3 separate regions of the Mus musculus genome follow, and all the other regions are linked to region 3. A link is a contact called in public HiCAR-type and promoter capture Hi-C data. All regions are on one chromosome and are shown on one strand. Each heading gives the region's core, a stretch centred on a gene start, on an enhancer-like site or on the middle of the called end of the contact. The rest is flanking DNA. Distances are from core to core; before and after follow the strand shown.

Evidence for each region. Promoter capture Hi-C pulls out the DNA fragments that hold promoters and counts their contacts. HiCAR-type assays count read pairs that join an accessible place to other places.
Region 1: a promoter capture Hi-C map of pre-B cells shows a contact between it and region 3, with 3 times the contacts expected there. The contact joins the promoter of Zfp560 here to the promoter of Zfp558 in region 3. A contact is called at or near these places in 9 of 39 promoter capture datasets (the 3T3-L1 cell line, 3T3-L1-derived adipocytes, cranial neural crest and 5 more) and 1 of 115 datasets of contacts at active chromatin or transcription factors (astrocytes).
Region 2: a HiCAR-type map of astrocytes shows a contact between it and region 3, with 10 times the contacts expected there. The contact joins the promoter of Zfp26 here to the promoter of Zfp558 in region 3. A contact is called at or near these places in 3 of 39 promoter capture datasets (cranial neural crest, embryonic stem cells and second pharyngeal arch cranial neural crest) and 1 of 115 datasets of contacts at active chromatin or transcription factors (astrocytes).

What each region holds. Positions count from the first base shown.
Region 1 is chr9:20,383,855-20,386,554 of GRCm38.p6, reverse strand. It overlaps Zfp560 (zinc finger protein 560), which reads left to right and starts at 1,397. Exons shown (of 7, transcript NM_001004190.3): 1 at 1,397-1,538.
Region 2 is chr9:20,458,722-20,461,421 of GRCm38.p6, reverse strand. Zfp26 (zinc finger protein 26) reads left to right here and starts at 1,262. Exons shown (of 10, transcript NM_011753.3): 1 at 1,262-1,477; 2 at 1,761-1,875.
Region 3 is chr9:18,472,256-18,474,955 of GRCm38.p6, reverse strand. Zfp558 (zinc finger protein 558) reads left to right here and starts at 1,397. Exons shown (of 8, transcript NM_028935.1): 1 at 1,397-1,602; 2 at 1,962-2,070.

The DNA.
Region 1 (2,700 bases), core at 148-2,647, 1.9 Mb before region 3:
AATGTCATGATAAGGGTCATAAGGAACAGATTTCATTTTCTAGGCTCTTTGCTCTCTAGACCACTCCCATTCTCAAGAGTGCTCCTCACCCCCTTTAAGCCCTTTCCTTCCTTTCTTTCTCTTGTGTGTGACCCTATATTCCTGACTAGTTTGAAACTATTTATGTAGACTTGACTGGACTCAACTCACACTGTTTCCGACTCTTGCAAACTCTGAATTTAAAAAAGTGTGGGTCTCAAAAGAGTCCGGTCCCCAATGAAGGAGCTAGAGAAAGGACCCAAGGAGATGAAGGGGTTTCCAGCCCTATAGGAGGAATAACAATATGAACTAACCAGTACCCCCAGAGCTCCCAGGGACTAAACCACCAACCAAAGAGTACCCATGGTGGAACTCATGGCTCCAGCTGCATATGTAGCAGAGGATGGCCTAGTTGGTCAGCAATAGGAGGAGAGGCCCTTTGTCCTGTGAAGGTTCTATGCCCCAGTTTAGGGAATGCCAGGGCCAGGAAGCAGGTGTGGGTGGGTTGGTGAGCAGGGGGAGGGGAGAAAGGATAGGGGGTTTTCGGAGGGGAAAGCAAGAAAGGGGACATTTGAAATGTAAATAAAGTAAATATCTAATAAAAAAAGTGTGGGTCACTATGCCTGGTCCCAATTTTCTTTTAGTTATTATTTTGTATAATGTGGTTAAGAGTGCAGGTGCACGTGTGCCGGCCTGAGGACAACTTGTGGAAGTTCGGCTCGCTCATCGGGTCTTGAACTGAGGTTATCATCAGGCTTGGAGGCAAGCTTCTTTACTCTGTGAGCCATCTCATCCACCCTACTTTCCTTTTCGTAATAAACTGTCTTTACTTCGAAAGGCGTGTTTCTCGTCTAATTCTGTGACTAGAGACACAAGTACCTGGATACTTAAGTGGGTGCATTAAGGCTCACAAACCTAACAGGAGCAACACTGGGTGACGTGTGCGCTTTGACAGGTCTGTCCTGTGTCCACACGGGCACAACTCCAGTCGTTGGTCTGGTTGTCAGGCCAGCAGTCTCTAAATCGAGTTGGGGTAAAGCCACTCTTGGGGCAGGAATCGGTAACTGCCCTGCCTGAAGGGGCGTAAACTCAGGGTAAACTGAAGCGCCCGAAGCCGGAGGACACTTAAGTCGAAGAAAACAGCAGTGACATCAGCCGCCCTCCGCAGTCTCTTACGCTCCAGCCCTTGGTTGCAGAGTTCTTTTTCCATCTCTGTGGTCGTCAACTTGTATGAGACGCTGGCGACACTAAATAAATTCTTGCTCTGAACGTCTTCCAAACAGCCCGCGCAGTGGTCGGAACTGGTCCTGCAGCCCCAGGCCGGGAGCGGAAGTGCCGTTGGCGGTGTTACCTTCCGACTCTTCCGGCGCGAGCTCTAGGGTGTGAAGCTCCTTTGTTCCTCAGAGGCGGGGTCCGCCCCTCGGCGGCTGCACTTCCTCGGGCTGTGCGGGCCAGCGCGGCCGGAACCTCCGCTGCGCGCTTGGTTCTCTGTCTTTATTTTCAGGAATTGGCGAGTTCAGGTGAGTGCGAGGTGAAAGCTGTTGAGAGGGCTTTGCCACCTTGTATTTACAAACGCGTGTGTCGTCAGAAATACGGCATCCTCTTCGCACGTCCCTTATTTGTTTCCAACACTTAGTTACATTTGGGTAGAAAGCCATCTCTTTAGTTGTCGGTGTGCTTGTAAACGCGTGTGTACTGGAAAAACAAAAAACAACAAACAAAACCTTAAACCAGTATTCACTCATTGTAGCGGAATTTCTTAGGCCCTACCTACAGGATTCAAAACAAGGACCTGTAGGAGGAATGGGTGGAGACTATTGAAGTATTCGGGTTGATTTATTTCTGCAAAAAATGTTTGGGTGAGTTGTGTTGATGGAAAAAAAAAATAGCTCTGGCCTTAAAGGAAATAAAAGTTGATCCTGAACCAAATAATGACAATGACCAGAAAAATATGTGTTTCCCCAAAATAACATGTTCCATTGTGGAAGTGGTTACATGACTTATTAGTGTTTTTATTTATTTATTTATGGGTGTTTTATTTGGTCATTTCTTGTATATGTGGATAGTTGGTTATGGCAAAGCGACAAAATTCAGCCTATATTCTTGGGCAGCTTGTAGCAATTGGAGAAGCTTAATATTTAATAAAGGAAATAAATATGAGACTGCAAATTGATGAAGACTCAAAGTTGAGGGCTATATTTTTCCTGTCTTTGTATGGTAATAGGTAAAATAAAGAAAAAAATGGCGATTTAATCCAAAAATACTAGATGTTGGAGTTAGTGATGCTGAAGGGAGTGGGAAATAGTCATCTCTCCCTCTTCCTAAAGTATTAGCGAGTGTTGGGACTGCCTTTTTCAGTGTGTCACCTGAGTCTCTTTGGAGATCATTGTTCTTGTTTGTTAGGATTGACAGAGGCAGTATGATAATGAAAGAGAGAGGAGACCTCAGCAGAAGGAGGTTGTCCTTTCCTGGGAAGGTGGAGAGTGTGTGTCGAGGGGCTTGGGGTTTGAGAGGGCAGAAAAGAGACTGGAAATTTCATCTGTATGTTTGTTCTTTGTAGTCTTAGGACGGAGACATGCCAGTAGTTGCTTTATCATATGTTGAGTGTTTTTGTAAGGTTTTCCCTGGCTCCTGACTGCAGATCATGTTCTCTTCAGTGTTGGCTTTCTAGTCAGTATGCTG
Region 2 (2,700 bases), core at 13-2,512, 2.0 Mb before region 3:
CACACACACAGAGGAAAGGAATACTGCATGGCCACTTTCATTCCTGGAGCAAACATAATATGAAGGTATAAAGCTCTTCTAGAGGGCCAGGGCTCATGCACACACACACACAGACACACACACACACACACACACACACACACACACACCCCTTTGTTTTTGTTGTTGGTCTCCTCCTCTTTCTTCTCTTCTTCCACAGGGTATCTCTATATACCAGCCCCTGGCTGTCCTAGAATTCACTTTGTAGAGTTGGCTAGCCTCAAAATCACAGATATTCGCTGGCTTCTGCCTCCTTAGTGCTAGATCAGTAGAGGACACAAAGTTTTATAGGAAAGAGATAGTACACAATCACAAGATACTGGTGTGGGCTTCTATAGGGCATCCCATTTAAGTATATCTTCAATGCATACACACACACACACACACACACACACACATATAAAATCTTGTGACTTTCTAAGTTATATTTCTCAAAGGATATAATTTATAAGGTTTAAAGATTAAGCATAGCTTAAAATTTAAATAACATTTAAAATTAAGTACAATATATTAACTTAATTTTTACTCTTACTGTTTACTCTTAATGAATATGTTTGTAAATGAAATTGTAAGATGGTTTTGTGAAGTACATTGTTCAGATTTAGGGTTGAGAGGAATGCTAATATAGTAAAATTCAAGACTATTGACATTTTGGCCCTAAGTAAGTAGAATTTGTCGCCTTACTATTTTCATTTTGTTTTGAGATGAGTTTTCACTTTGCAGTCCTGGCTGGCTTGAAACTTATTTTGTGGATCTAGCAGTCCTCGAATCAAGAAGATTGCCTGTCTCTGCCTCTGCGTGCTGTGATTGCAGGGGTGTGCTGCCATGCACTGATATTTGCTTTTAACATCTTATTTGAGATATCTTTATGAAAACACACATTTTTTCCCTCTGTATATGCAATTTTTGGCTGTATCAGTTGTGTTCACATTTTAAATTTTTCATCAGAAAGTCTCAGGGTGTGAGGCTTTCTTTTTTCATGTCCTCTTCATTTTCCCCATCTTTCTAGCTCGTTTCACTACCAACGATTAGAATTTAGCATGGTATCCAGAGAGTAAAGACTGAAGTGGTTAAATGGAAGCTATAGGCTGGTTCACAGACCTGGCAGTGCATCTGCCCAGGAAGTACAGGAACCAAGAGGAGGTAGGGAAGGAAAGGTTTGTGAGCCTCCTGAGACCCCGTACTTCCCGGTGTGTGTTTAACTTTGCACTGGGATTGGCCAATCGAGAAGGCCGTTCTCGCTCAGAAATCTTGTTCAAACTTCAATTTCATTCTTTGACTGGGCTTTTAACCTCCGCTTCAGAATCAATCGGCATCCAATTCCGGGGAACCGAAATTTCAATTCCGGAAGGACTCGGACACGGTAAACGGAAGTGAACCGCAGCTCGCCTCCGTCTCTTCCGGTGTGGCTTCGTGCGGCCCCCTTCTCTTTTTCTCGGTAGTAGCAGGCCGGCTGGGCGGGTTCTGGTGAGGCTAGGTAAGGGGATGGGCGGTGGCGGAGGTGGGGAGTGAGGCCTGGGTGTGGCCTCCATGGCGACTCCGCTGGTTCCCAGGCCGCGAGTCTCGCCCCGTTGCTTCTCAGAGGCTAGGGCCCTGCACTTCTCAGGTCCCGGCCGGGGGCCATTTCATCGGAACGATATTTGAGCTCCCCGTGCCTTCGAATGTAGCCCTTGCTGCCTCGAACGCCTTTAAGGTAATCGTACAAAATTTTTGCCTTCCAGAAAGAAGGATTTCGGCCGTTGGAATCTGTCTTCGCGCCCCATCGCTCCAGGAACCTGGCCATCCCGCTTCATTGTGAGCAGTGGGTGGAATTTGATGGAGCAGGAAAGTCCCAGGGTGAGGAGCTTCTGTCCGTTCTCATTTCCTCCACAGTCTCTCTCACTATCAACTATTAGAATTTAGTTGCTTTCGTGGAAACCGATGCATTTCATTAGTTCTTTCTGTTTCTCTCTCTCTCTCCCTCCCTTCTTCCCTCCATCCCTCTCTTGCACTCTCCCTTTCTCCTCTCCCCTCTCTCTCTCTCCCCCAAACCTCATGCATCCATTTTGAGAAAGTGTTAAATGCTCAGGCCATGCATATTTATCTGTTTGCAGACCACAAACCATCCCTTACCCCTTCCCTTCATCCCAACAATAAAGTATTAACAAGGGAAAAATAGGGAGTTTGGCACTCAAGGGATGGCTCATGAAAAACTGAAACTTGGGACTGGAGAGATGGATTAGTGATTAAGAGACCACATGTCATTTCTAGAGGATCAGATTTTAGTTCCCAGCACCCATGTTAGTGGCGTGTAACAGCCTGTAATTCCAGCTATCTGGGAATGGGGAGACCAGAGTCTCTAGGCACTTGCAGTCATGTGCGCCCCCCCCCCCTTAAATAAATAATAGAACTCTGTTAAGGAATGGGTGAGGCTTTATTTGATATGTTATTTCTCCACTGGTGAAATGAGCCAATTCAAGCCAGATTAGAATATTAGAGCAGGTTTATTGGGACGCTGCTCTCTGGTGAGTACATTGGCCCCAAGGATAGAGGCCGGGGAAGTCATTGTGTGGAGTGGGGATTGGGGGGTGGGCAGGAGAAAAGGCATCTGTGGGCAGAGAAAGAAAGTGGGGGGGGGGGGGAGGGAAGGAGAGAGAGAGAGAAAGAGAGAAAGAAAACACA
Region 3 (2,700 bases), core at 148-2,647:
AAAGCTGTACAGAGTCACAAAGGCAAGACCCGTTCTCGTGAGTTTACCATGAGCTGTATATCAATGGTTCTCTACCTTCCTAATGTAACTGTGACCCTGTAATACAGTTCCTCATGCTATGGTGACCACCAACCATAAAATTATTTTCGTTGCTACGTCATGACTATAATTTTGCCATTGTTTTGTTTGTTTGTTTGTTTTTGTTTTGTTCTGTTTGTTTGGTTTGGTGGGTTTTTTTTGTTTGTTTGTTTGTTTTGTTTTTTCGAGACAGGGTTTCTCTGTGTAGCCCTGGCTGTCCTGACACTCACTCTGTAGACCAGGCTGGCAGCCAACTCAGAAATCCGCCTTCCTCTGCCTCCCAAGGTGCTGGGATTAAAGGAATGCACCAGCACTGCCCAGATAATTTTGCCATTGTTATAGTAATGTAAATACCTGTTTTCTTACAGTCTTAGGAGATCTCAGTGAAAGTCATTTAACCTCCTACTCCACAAGGGGTCATGACCCACAGGTTAAGAACTGCATACAGTCCTAAGGACAGCATGTGCTTGAAGACATCTTCTGACTAGTAAGACAATCTGAAGTACACCCGTTCCTATTTACTACACCCTGGAGGGACAGGAATCCCCATTCCAAGAACGATTTTGTACTTAGAGGTCACAGGACTCTTGCCTGGCTCTCTCACTGGCAGTCAGAATTCTTCTTACACATTTTCACTTCATAGACGGCATTCTGACATGATCCAAGGAGGGTTACCTCCAGTTCCACCCCTGGGGGTGATCTTTTATATTCCGTAGGACCACAGGACTCACAACATCCCATCCATATTCCTATCCCAGTAACCAGCCTCTCAAATTCCTTGGGACAGTAGCAATCATACTTCATACCATACACTATTCCATATGTCCACCCCTGAAACTAATCTCCACCCCTTGTCAACTCCGTTCACTCATGACTTTATCTCTGCCCACCTGCCCCAGAACTAATCCTCACCCTAGCCACTTCCTCAGAACTTTTTCCCAGCTATTACACAAGCTCCCCCAAGCTTGCGCTTCCAGGTTCTACCATAGTCCGTCCTCTTACAGTTCCCAGGGTCGCCCTGGTCTCTTTAGCTGACCTATCCCAAAATCCAACTATGTACACAGTCACTAAACAAACTGGGAAGAACACGTACAATACGAAGGGGACCACAGACGTGTAATCTGCCCTAAAACCCGGACAAACTTTTGGGCGGAAGTGAACCTCGAGGCGGCGCTCAGGGCCGGAAGTGGAAGCGCGGGGCGGAACTGAAGGAGGAGTCAGCGCAGCGGATGTGGTCGATCTTGGGGTGGGCGTCTTCGGCGGCTGGGAAGGGCGACTCGGTGTGTGTACACGGGTTTTTAGTCGAGTTGAGAAAGAGCGCCAGCCGGGAGCGCCCTCTGCCTAGTGGCCCTGGACTCCTGCTACCTCCCGAAAGCCCCAGGCTGCTTCCGCAGCCAGCGATAAAACCCGAGCTCTTCCAGCTCGCAGCCCTGGGAATGCTTTTTGTTCTCACAGAGGGGGGCGTGGCAGGCGAGCTGAGGGATGGTCAGCCAGCGGGTCCTGTTCTATCTCCTGAGCTGCAAGGTGCGTTCAGGGCGAATTAGCACATGTGCTGAGGGTGGAAATCCTTCCAGCTCTGTGAAGTTCATTCAGCCCCATCACCTTTAGGACCTCTACGTTTACTGCACGTGGAAATCACCAAAAGAGCTCTCTCTAGTCAATACATTGAGCAATTGAATAGACACATCATTCCAGCTTCTGCTGAGTTTGTGCCTGCATAGATATTAGGTAATTCCTTTTACACAGCCAAAACCTGGGCTATTATTACACGTTAACTGTGTAGATACACGTGGCGAGGGGCAATGAAAGGTTTTGTTTTTTTCTGTCACAGTTTGAATGCTTTCCATAAAAGGACTCATCAATCTTTGTGCCTTATTTTCCAGACAAGAAAAACATCATGCAAACTCAAACTTGTGTTGGACCCTCAATGTTGTGTTGAAAACGCCTGAATGTCCACCTGCCCTCATTAATCTATTAATTTCATGTAACCAGGTGAGTACGATGTGGAATATGAAACAATGGGGTTCCACCTGATCCTGCAGTGTAGAACTCCTTTTCTTCTGCTTGTAACAGGTTGTAATTCTAAGATTGCAACCTGTTTAAAATGAGGGTTATCTCAAGAAGCTGTATTAATATTTGATGGGTTATATTCAAGGGATGGATACAAAGGTGTGTGAAAAGTAAATATAGTTAAATGCAAATTACACAAAATAAAAGTAATTAGCCATGAATAAGCATATAAATGCAGAATTTTTTGTATACTTATACCAAAATTTTCAGAATATTATATTAAGTACAAATATATGAAATATTTGTGTCTATTTTTAGTACTTACAAGTCTGAAGTAAATGTTAGAAGTACTCAGTGGCACTCTTCAAGCGCATTCCATGTGACTCCTAAAAACCTGCAAATTGTCATGACGTTTTAGAATACAAAGGCATATATGAAAATGATGTCTTGAGTGTCCTTACATTAGGAGCAGAAATTTTAAAAATTGAGTAGCTACTAGATGTTTATAAGATTGAAAATATTTAGAAGAGTATCAAAGAACAAGGTAGTCTCCTTCCTTCCTTCCTTTCTTTTTTTTTTTTTTTTTCTGAGACAGGGTTTCTCTTTGTAGTC